3 separate regions of the Mus musculus genome follow, and regions 1 and 2 are each linked to region 3. The links are chromatin contacts, called in public HiCAR-type and promoter capture Hi-C maps. All regions are on one chromosome and are shown on one strand. The core of a region is the stretch at or near the end of the contact, and the rest is flanking DNA. Distances in the headings are between cores, read along the strand shown.

Region 1 (3,351 bases), core at 39-2,538, 1.2 Mb before region 3:
CAAACTCTCAAGTGGCATTATCGCTGCCTAAGAGCAACCTTTCCTATGACTCTTATATGTAATGTGGCAAGTCTCTTGCAGGGTCAGAGAACTTTGCTCCTATGTTTGGCATAATGTATCAATCTGCCCAGAAGCCTGTTATTTGGTGTGGAAAGGACCAACGAATCTCATCACTGTTTGTTTACTGTAAGCAAACCACCTCCTCTCTGGAGTCAGTTTTGACCTCTGCTTTCCTTCCTAAAGATGCATCTGTAGCCACCACTGCCCTTACCCACTGCTCTGCCCCCATTCCAGGACTCAAGAGTCATGCTGTGGCTTCTGTTTGTATACATGCCTGAGAGCAGAGGCTCTTTCACTTCCAAAGCCCACGAAGTTCCTAATGAAAATCCTGCATGTACACACATCCAGTATCCTGATTCCACCCTAAATTCTGTAATCATCTCCTGGTCTTTGCACTTGACTGTACCTTTATTCAAATATTTATATTCTGTACTTAGGAAAGCACCTTCGGATCATATGGCTTTCTTTCTTAATAAAAATCGCAGAGGTTTCGCTTGTGTAAGCCATTGGCACACCTGATACACGCTTGTTCTCAGATGGTTTGACTCTGTAGCCACAAAGGATGTGTGTGGAATTTCCATACCAGTGTTAAAGGCAGCCATAGCAATGCCAGAGGTTCTTGTGAAATATATGATTAGCATGTACCACAGGAATTAATAATTCTCAGGCCACTGTCTTAAACTGTAACCACATTGTTGTTGTAGGGAAGTTGCTCAATTTATACTCAGAGAATGTGAACAGCTGCGTTCTGACCAAGAAACCAGCGTCATTTAAAATCCATATCCCAAAAGGTGCTTTCAAAATACTACTTAGTATGCACATGATATGTTGCTTTGAGTGACAAATTATGGTAATTTCCTTGATAATTTGATCCTTTGATTCTTTTATTCTCCTTAAAGCCTATGTAAATACAAAGGGGAGAATGCCATTTCTAAAAATAGTTTTTAAATGTCTTTTCTGGAGTAATTTTTTAAATTTAATAATTTTATACAATTATAAAAAAATCCATTGGAGATTGTGCCAAATTAGGGTTCCTCAATTAAACAATAACTTTGAAAACATACTTCTAGCTTGCTTAGATGTTAGTAGGTCAGCAAGCACACCCGAACCTATTAAGGTGGACTGCTCTGTTTATTGATTTTCCGTGCATCTGCTAAGGACTCAAGGCAATTGTCTGCGGAAGGGGGCGGGAGGCCCATACATGATCGAGGTCATGCGCATCTAGCCAATTTGTAAGCCGATCCGCCGCCCAAAGCCATCAGCAATCCTTAGCATAGGGGCACACTCATGCATTCCTGTCAAGTCATCTTGTGAAGGCTGCCTGCTTCCAGCTTGGCTTGGATGTGCAACCTTAATAAAACTCACTGAGGTCTGGGAGAAAATAGCAGATCTGCTGCAGATAGGGTAGAGGAAAGGGGCTAGAATATGTACTCGCAGCTGACGCGGGCAGGCTCCACGCTGAACGGTTACACAGAGAGGAAACAATAAATCTAAGCTACTATTGCAATAAATATCTCAAGTTTTAACGAAGGAAACTATCATTACAGTTAAAATTTTTTAAAGTAACGCTTTTTTAGAACAAAGCTAACAAATGGCTAGTTTTCTGTGGATCTTCTTCAAACGCTTTCTTTAACGGGGAAAGAGTCAAACAAGCAGTTTTACCTGAAATAAAGAACTAGTTTAAAGGTCAGAAGAGAAGAGCAAGCTTTGCAGGAGGCACGGAAGGCAAGCGCTGGCAGTACAATGACAGTTTTCCTTTCCTTTGCATTCTTCGCTGCCATTCTGACTCACATAGGGTGCAGCAACCAGCGCCGAAATCCAGAAAACGGAGGGAGAAGATATAACCGGATTCAACATGGGCAATGTGCCTACACTTTCATTCTTCCAGAACACGACGGGAACTGCCGTGAGAGTGCGACAGAGCAGTACAACACCAACGCTCTGCAAAGGGATGCTCCACACGTGGAGCCGGATTTCTCTTCCCAGAAACTTCAGCATCTGGAGCATGTGATGGAAAATTATACTCAGTGGCTGCAAAAAGTAAGTGATCGCTTTCGGTTTCTAATTGCTCTGAGCTTTTCCCTTCCCTCTCTGCAGGGAGCTCAGAGTTCCGTAGGGGGCATTTGTGTTTACCTTTTGCTCCGGGGGGCAGTGTTTGCAAAAGAAAAAAGGCTCCCTCTCTGGACTCAACTTCCTGGGTAAGCCAAGGGTCCTGGGCTTGTGGGAACCTCTGATCCTGTAGCTTCCTAAATGTGCGTCTAACATTAGCAAATTTTATGCCAACCCTGTTGTTTTTTAAAGTTTATCTTAGGCATTTTGACTGTCAAAGCCCAACTTTGAAAAAGTAAGCGCGCACTTCTTGGACAAGGTGGTGTAAAAGGAAATCATAATGGTGATATTAACAGAGGTTCAAATGGAATGTACAGCAAGGAGTTTTGTGAGTTGCCATGGGAAATCTTCATAAAATGCTTACCCCCACCAACTTTTAATAAAAGTATGCAATGAGAATAAGTATAAAGTACCCATATTGTCTTCGTTTAGAAAGATTGTATTTGTAAGTTAAAGGAACTTAACTTCACAAGTGGTATATGAGGACTGACATCTGAAATGAAAAAAAAAAAATAGCTTCTGATGGGAAAATTGTAAGAAAGGGGTTTTGCTCACATTGAAGGTAGAAACTGAGTTCAGGAAGTCTCCTGTACCCACCTGCAGATTGGGCTGAACACAAGAAGGCTGTGCTAATTTTTGACAAGCCCTGGTTCCCTGGGTTAGGGACAGAGACGGTGTCATCTGGGAGCCTCAGTCTCCTGGGAAACGTTAATGCTGAGTGCATATTTGATCCCATTTTATAGAAGTCGCATTGATCTCTTGTGGGTCTTTTTTCTTCTTCTTCGTCTTCATAAACCATAGAACATTTTGTAGTTGCTGTTGTTAAGACTGCCCTTTCCATGGTGAGCTCTTGTTTCTGCTCATTCTTTAATCGCTGTTTAGCTATGTAACAGGTAAGTCCACGTTTCTAGAGCCTCGACAGCATTTGTAAACGCTTCTCTTCCAGGATGTGTGCTAAACCCTTGCCTCCATGTGAGCAGAAGGATCATGAGTAGGCTGCAGGTACCACAGCAGACCCTGTGAGAGGATAAGGGATGGGAAAAGGCCAACTTCTGTTCTGTGTGGTCCCAGTCACTTACTTAGCTCTGCCTGCTGCTGACTCATCCCTGGTGGTAGCTCTTCTCCTTTTGTCCACTAGGGACTGAACTAGGATCACAGTTATTTCTTTCAGCGTGTGACCAG
Region 2 (3,732 bases), core at 1,060-3,559, 1.8 Mb before region 3:
TTTTCTTAAAAATTTACTAAGTGGCTATCACTGCCTATCTGATCAAATCAAGGTTTCCCAGTCCAGCTTTGAAGGCCTTTATAGACTCTCCACATATCACTCATCGAACCCACTAGCTGTCATCGAACCACACAACTGTCAGAATTAATCTTCCTGAAATATAGGACTATTTTCTTTCATACTCAAAAATGCTTTAAGGCTCCTCAGGACTTAAGATAAATTTCTAAGTGTTCACAAATATATTTGTCTCTTGTCCTTTTTTATTTTTCCTGGGACCGCAGCCTCTCCTATAGACACTGGTGTTCAGCTAAGTTTCCAAGTTCGTTTCCTCAGGTTACTCATTCATTTTCCTGTCTATGAGTCTCTCTGGTATGCAAGTGGTTCCTGGACCACCTTCAGTGCTCTCTTCTCTGTCTATTTTAAGATGTATCATACCCAGTCAGCCAAGCATTCTCTATCTGCAGTATTCCATTGGTAGTCTATTGGGCATCAGCCTGACTGATACTCTCTGTTCTGCTCATATTTCAATCGGCTGCTCACAATACTCTAATCTTCCCTTAGTTGTTTAGATCAGTATTACACCTAGTACTACCAGCATACAAACCCCATTCTTTTCACACTGCCTGCATCCTATATCTACTAGAAGATCTACTAGAATATCTTTCTTGTAAATATCTTCAAAGCATGTTTATATATGTTGCTGTGATCTTTCTCCTTTTGCCTTTTATGTTCACTATGAGTAGATTTTTTCATCCACAACTAATTGAAAGAGTCCATGTAAAGGTCATCAATAGGATAGGATGTGCCAGGAAGAAATGACCAGAGTCAAATATTAACAGGAGAAAATTGTTGTGGATAATTTAAGTAAATGTAAATAAATAAATGGCTGTGAACAATTTAAATACAAATGTAGGCTTTATTTATTGCCATGAGCTATCAGAGCTGTTTTACTTAACTAAATGCTTCTTGGATCCTCTGGTGCTTCCCTCCTTCATCCAGGTTATATTAGTTAGGGTTTTCTAGAGAGAGACTGGTTGAATGCGTGTTATGGTTTGTATACGCTCAGCCCAGGGAGTAGCACTATTAGAATCTGTGGCCCTGTTGGAGTAGGTATGTCAGTGTTAGTGTGAGCTTTAAGACCCTCATCTTAGCTGACAAGAAGCCAGTATTCTGCTAGCAGTCTTCAGATGAAGAGGTAGAACTTTCAGATCCTCCTGAACCAAACCTGCCTGGGTGCTGCCATGTTCCTGCCTTGATGATAATAGACTGAAACTCAGAACCTGTAAGCCAACCCCAATTCAATGTCCTTAATAAGAGCTGCCTTGGTCATGGTGTCTGTTTACAACAGTAAAACCCTAAGATGTGTGTGTGTGTGTGTGTCTGTGTGTGTGTGTGTGTGTGTGTAAATTGGATTTATTTGAATGGATTACAGGTTATAGTCTATTCCAAAAATGTCTGTCTCCCAATGAAAAGTCTAAGAATATAGTAGCTGTTCAATTAAGGCTGGATGTCCTAGGTGATCTTCAGTATAAGCTGGAATCCAGGAGAACTAGGTTTTAATGTCAGCGAAAGAATGAACTTGCCAGGGAGAACAAGGGCAAGCTAGCAAAGGGCTTAATCTTCTTTTTCTATACTTAGCCTGCCTAAAGGTCCAGATTAAAGGTGGATCTTCTCATCTTAGTGATATGGATTTAAGATAGGTCTTATCTTAAATAGCTTAATTAAGAAAAATCTCTCACAGATGTACCTAACTGCTTGTGATTTTGTTAGATTCCAAATGTAGTCAAGTTGACCACCATAAATAGCCATCACATATATTTCAGTGATCTAGTTTCTAGGCTTGATCATACTTGCCCCCATTTGTGTAAGGTGAATTACCTAGATTTAACCTCCCTCACCTCTCTTTCAAACACTCTTTCAGCTTAATTTTATGCATGGTTTTCAGTTCCATTAGTAAGTTACCCAGAGTTAATAGTGTATTGCTTTAGTACTGATCTTTGAGACCTAGTTGTAGTTTCAAATATGTACTCTTTCCACGTAGATGTCAGGCAGGCTATACTTCGTCTACTTATGTGTAAAACTAAACTCTTGGGTTCTTTCCTCCTTAAAACTAGCTTTTCTTTATTGGTACAAGAAGCGACAGAACTTCCAAACAAGAGAAATTATGTGCAAAGTTTGAGCCCCACCCAGAAGGCGTGGGGAGGGAGGGAGAGGCCACCACGCGCAACTGCTGCCGTTGTCATCAGCACGCTTGGGCGGGGCCACTACTGCACATGCGCAGTGCGGGGCCTGTCCGCCTCTCGGAGCTGTCAATAAAGTTTTAGCGAACAAGCGCTCCTTTCCCCCGGCAAGATGGCGGAGTACGACCTGACTACTCGCATCGCGCATTTTCTGGATCGGCACCTGGTCTTTCCGCTTCTTGAGTTTCTCTCTGTGAAAGAGGTGAGGAAGCTTTGAGAAGGAGGACGGCGTAGGGACGAGAGAGGCGCCTGGAGACGCGGGGAGGCGGCGGCAGGGCCTACACACGTGCGAGCCGGAAGCCGGCTTGGGCCGCCCTGACAGACACGGGCTGGGCCCTGGGACAGCAGCTTCCCGCGTATCGTAGCGCTGTCGGGGTGCTCGGGGCGGTGGGACTCGGCTGTGCGTCCGGAGGGGTGAGGTGACAGCGCGGGGTTCTGGCGACGCCGGGGTCTTTGCTTCCTGGCCCGAGGCTCAGGATCCTGCGGGCGGCCATGTCTGTTTTTGCCTGAAGCTGCGTTGGCTGAGCGAGTGCTTTGGGCTCGCCACGGATGCTATTGGAAATTTCAGTTTTCTTTTTAGAAATTGAGTCTATGGCCTTGGATTTGGGTTGTGTTCAGAATCCCATTACAAGATTCTCTTACATTTCAGGCATTCTAATTTCCTTGAAGTTGTGGATACTTTGCTGTGAATTTCCTGGTCATCGATAGATATTTATTTCATAGGAATGTAGCGTACTTTGTCAGATGAGAGTGAGGACCAAGAATAACCCACAAGCTGCAATGTAAACTTTGTTTTTAGTGTTGATGTTCAGACTTAACGAAGTATGATTCAGTCATAAATGTTCAATGAGATGTCCTAAGTATGTAGTTTGGGGACTTAATACGTTTCAGTCCTGAATTTAGGAGTTTGTTTGGGGGTACTGAGAAGAAGTATTGGATTAGAACTATTATGGCTAACTATATATTGGCTTTATGGAGAAATTGATGCATTTTACTAATTACAGTAAGTAAAGTGTAAGGCTAGAATTTTGTCTAGCAGAGTTAGTAAGTTGTGCTTTCTGGACACAGATTATAACAGGGAACTGCAGATTCAGGGGCAGGTATTTTGTGTTCACTGGCAGTTTTCTAAAAAGTCTAGTAAAACTGTTTTGATGACATATATACGCTTCCAGATAGCTACGGTTTATATGACAGGTATAGTATTTATATTCATAGGAAGTTTTCTAAACAAGTGTATTGTCAGCAGGGAACAGCAAAATTAATTTTCAATAAATGCTGAAGAATGTCTTGACAGGTGGGTCATGAGCTTGATGGATATATTCTTTTTGCATTGAATTTTGTAGTCTGCACACTAGAGAGAAAAAGTTCTGACTGTCTTTTGTTTCATTTTCTGAGTATATGATATATATATATATAGATAGACAGATACAGATATAGATATATACATATTGAAGTCTCTCACCTTGCTAGTGTAGCAGAGATATTTTAGATC
Region 3 (3,720 bases), core at 1,110-3,609:
CAAACAAACAAAAAAGGCAAGAAAGAAAGAAAAGAAGAAAAGAAAAGCAAAGGGAAAAAGCCCACATCCCACTCCTCAATGAAGTTCTGGCTTCTCTTCTTCTGAATACTGACACCCTACCACCACCACCACCACCAAGCACACATGAGCAAGCGCGTGTGTGCGCGCGCACACGCACACACACACACAAATGCACCCGCACGCACACACCCCTCAATTTGATGTGCTAAACATATCAGTCATGACACATAATCAGAGACCGATCCTCTGAAACAGCAGTCTGGGACCGCAAGTCGAACCCTCCTCCGTCCTTAGTGCACACAGATGGCCCCGGTTTCCAGCCCCTGCTTCAGCTTCATTTCCTACTCCAACAGTGCAGCTTTAAAAGCTGCCCACCAACAAACCATGCTCAGCTAGACAGAGCTTGAGAAGACGTGGTCGTGGTGACACCCACCTCTTCATTGCCATTTCTCAACCTGGAACCTGCAGATTCTTCTTGATTCATGTAGCTGGTGGGTAAAATCTCTGCTAGTCAAATGGACATTTTATTTTGCAACATAATTTCCGATGCTTATTGAACTAATCTGGTCTTTCCCTTCGTAAGTCATTGATTTGCATGCCTGGAACTGAGAGGAAGCCCCCCCACCCCCCTTCAAAACACAGGTAAGTAATGGTCACTGTTCCCAACCTACTCACTGCCTCTCCCAGTCCATTTGAAGCTACCTGCTTACGGAATCCACAGATGTTATGATCATCATGTCCTTTGAGAAGGCCCCATGATTCCAGAGCCCCTGTGACATCAGGGACTTCTCAGATTCCTTCCCTGAGTAGAAAGATGGGAACAACCCTGCCTGAGATGCATCCTCTAAGCACAGAAATCAGGGGAGACAAACAGCATCAGGTTTCAAATAAAAGGTAACCAGAGGGAGGCTATGGAAACCCATCACTGGGCCAGAAAGAATGTAACCAGCAAAAGGAGGCAGAAGACATACTGGAAGCGGAAGCACGTTTCCCTTAATCCTGTCCTGGACCACGTCCAGAGTCCTGATCTCCCAGTCGTGGAGACAGACTGCACAGCTCGGAGGACCCCTGGCCTGCACCACGCACCTGCAAAGCGCATGCATGTACACCCCCTGCTGCGTGTTGCACGCTGCAGACTTCTACCTTACTAACCAGCCCAAAACACAAATTCCCCCTCCCCATAGGAGACTAGGGATCCCCTTGGCCTAGAACACACACCACTCCCCCTCTGTGTAACGCACAAACCCAGCCCCACATTGCTTAAAAGGAACCCGGATACACAATCCGGTAAGCGAAAGCACTGGTGGCTCCCCTTAAGTGACTACCTTCCTCCCTGCTTCATCTCTGTCCAGGATCCTAGGAGCCTCCAAACCAGATAGGAGATGGAAGAGGAACCTCAGAGAAGTACCTCTAAACCTCTACCATGGGACTTGACTCACGGAAGCCTCCAACCCTATGCACAGGTTTGCAACTCCCCTTCCTCCCTATCCTAGGCATGAATCTACCCCACTCCCTGCTCACATTCCCCCATATCCCTCATCACCTTTCCAGCCCTCCCTTCCAGGCCACTTTCTAAACCCGCTGGTTCTCACAACGTGTTGCCTCACACACTCCCTCCGGAGGCTTGAATTAAATCTGCCTCTTTCCATCATATCTACCTAAGCTTGTTCTGATTCCCCGAATTAACCAAGTTCACCCGCCCATCAGGCGCCCACTGACCCTTCCACTGGCGTCCTTTACTCTCCTACAAATCCGCTTTTCACACGCCCCACTTTCCATCTATCTCCCCTTCTGTCATCCTGGTTCAGGACACACCGCCCTTCTATTTTGCTCTCTGACCCTCTGTCAGTCCTAGGGACACCACTTTCCCTTTTTGGCTGTTCCCAGGCAGGTCCCTGCTCTCCAAACCTTCCCTTCCCCATCGGGCACTAGCCGGCTCCTGGCCTGCCGGGTCCGCTCCCTCATCCGCGGTCCTTCTTCCTTCCAGAGTGACCCACACCTGAACCCTGAGCCAGTCCTACCCTCCGGGGTCTGCTCATTATAGCTTTTGCTAGAGCATCCTTGTAAGCAGGAGCTCTCTACCTGCCCAGCGGTTGGGAGAAGCGCGGGACTCCGGAGGCAGAAGGCTGCCCGCTCTCCGGGTGTCCAGGCGCTCTTCCCGCTCGCCATCCCCAGCTCCCCCAGCGCCTAGCCCTCGCCCCGGCGGCGCCCAGCAGCCGCACAAACTTACTTGCGGGTCGGCGGGAGGGGGCTGCGGCGAGCGGTGCGAGCCCCGTAGCGGCGAGTGCGCCCCTCTCGGTGGGGCCGGGCGGCGCTGGCACTGCGCTCCCGCGGCCGCGCGCGGACTGCGCTCAGCCTGACGCAGCCCAGCTCTGCCCCCACCGCCGTCGCCGCCGCCGGGGCCGCGGAGCGCTTGCAGACTTGCTCAGTTTCCGGACCTGCCCGCGTGGAAGCTACCAAGAGCCATCCGCGGCGGGGGAGGCGGCGCCGAGCTGCAGAGCGACGGCCACGAGCTGGAGGCGACCACGCCGGCGGCTCCGGGAAAAGGGGGGGCGAAGCCCTGCTAAAAATAGCTCCTGCGGAAGGAAGCTACCGGCTGCCAGCGCACCCCCTTTCCGCGCGTCCCCGCAGCGAACTCTCGGGCTCCGGGAGCTGGCGTCCTCCTGGACCCCTGCCCTGGGAAACCGTGCCCCAAGAACAGACACCTGCCAGGGTAGCCAGAGCAGAGTCCCAACTCCAGGCTGCGGGGTATGGCACCCCTTCCCGTCCCCGGTCCCCAGAGCTGCCCAGCAGCCCTAGCCTCAGGGCCTTAGACAGAGACATCGAGAAGATACTGGTCTGAAATTATGGGAAAGCTCCTCTGCTACTGACTTACCAAGAGGAAGAAAAAAGTTTTCAGGGTTATTCTGGTGGAATTGGAACGAGAAATCAAGGAAGGCGGGCAAAATACAAAGATCTGGCCAAAGGGTGAAGGTATGGGGCTGTGGGTTGAAAGGGGCTCTGGAAAGATCTCCTTAAATACAAGAGTAGGCTGGGCTTCTCCCCGACTTCTATTTCCGCAGGATTTTACATAATTAGTTGACACTCAGCCTGACCTTGGAGGCACTGTTCCTGTTGCCTGAACTGTAATTTACTTTCCCTGCCTGCTGCCTTCTACTTCCACCGCTCCCACCTTTCCAACTCTGCCTGGGAAATTATGAGAGAGGAGTAGGGGTAGGGGCCAAAGTACAACTAGGTAGACTGGACCTCGGCCCTTTCTTGAAGGAAGTCGGTCCCTTTGCCAAGATGAGACTGCATCAATCCGACCAGCAAATCAGCCCAAAGGCCTCTCAAAACCTGGTAGTGAGTGGGTTCTCACTATTAATCTCCAGGATACCCCACCTCAATTGCTGACAACTAGTGTTATCTCTTCTCTCCTTTGAAAGTGAAACGTCCATCAGTCTGTAAAACGAAAGCCAAGAGGAAAGGGGAGGAGGAAATATTTATACTGAAAAGGAAAAGAAATGAATTTGAGAAAAGCATAGTGATGTACATGCATTTCGTAATGAAACCCATTATTTTTTACCCTGAAAAAATCAATAAAGATTTCAATTATAAGAATGAGATGTTCACATATTTCCTGGGTCAAGTTATAGTTTTAGCTTTTTCTCTGGAAGTCACCAAATTAGATTCATCAGTTAAGAATTCATTGCTTTTATT

The links. Promoter capture Hi-C pulls out the DNA fragments that hold promoters and counts their contacts. HiCAR-type assays count read pairs that join an accessible place to other places.
Region 1: a contact with region 3 is called in a HiCAR-type map of astrocytes, with 4 times the contacts expected there. The contact joins the promoter of Angpt1 here to the promoter of Oxr1 in region 3. A contact is called at or near these places in 7 of 39 promoter capture datasets (the 3T3-L1 cell line, 3T3-L1-derived adipocytes, embryonic stem cells and 4 more) and 1 of 115 datasets of contacts at active chromatin or transcription factors (astrocytes).
Region 2: a promoter capture Hi-C map of pre-B cells shows a contact between it and region 3. The contact joins the promoter of Eif3e here to the promoter of Oxr1 in region 3. A contact is called at or near these places in 1 of 39 promoter capture datasets (pre-B cells) and 1 of 9 other capture datasets (liver).

The regions. Positions count from the first base shown.
Region 1 is chr15:42,674,914-42,678,264 of GRCm38.p6, reverse strand. It overlaps Angpt1 (angiopoietin 1), which reads left to right and starts at 1,288. Exons shown (of 9, transcript NM_009640.4): 1 at 1,288-2,100. The coding sequence starts at 1,804.
Region 2 is chr15:43,281,313-43,285,044 of GRCm38.p6, reverse strand. It overlaps Eif3e (eukaryotic translation initiation factor 3, subunit E), which reads left to right and starts at 2,309. Exons shown (of 13, transcript NM_008388.2): 1 at 2,309-2,442. The coding sequence starts at 2,353.
Region 3 is chr15:41,446,121-41,449,840 of GRCm38.p6, reverse strand. It overlaps Oxr1 (oxidation resistance 1), which reads right to left and starts at 2,359. Exons shown (of 17, transcript NM_001130166.1): 1 at 2,252-2,359.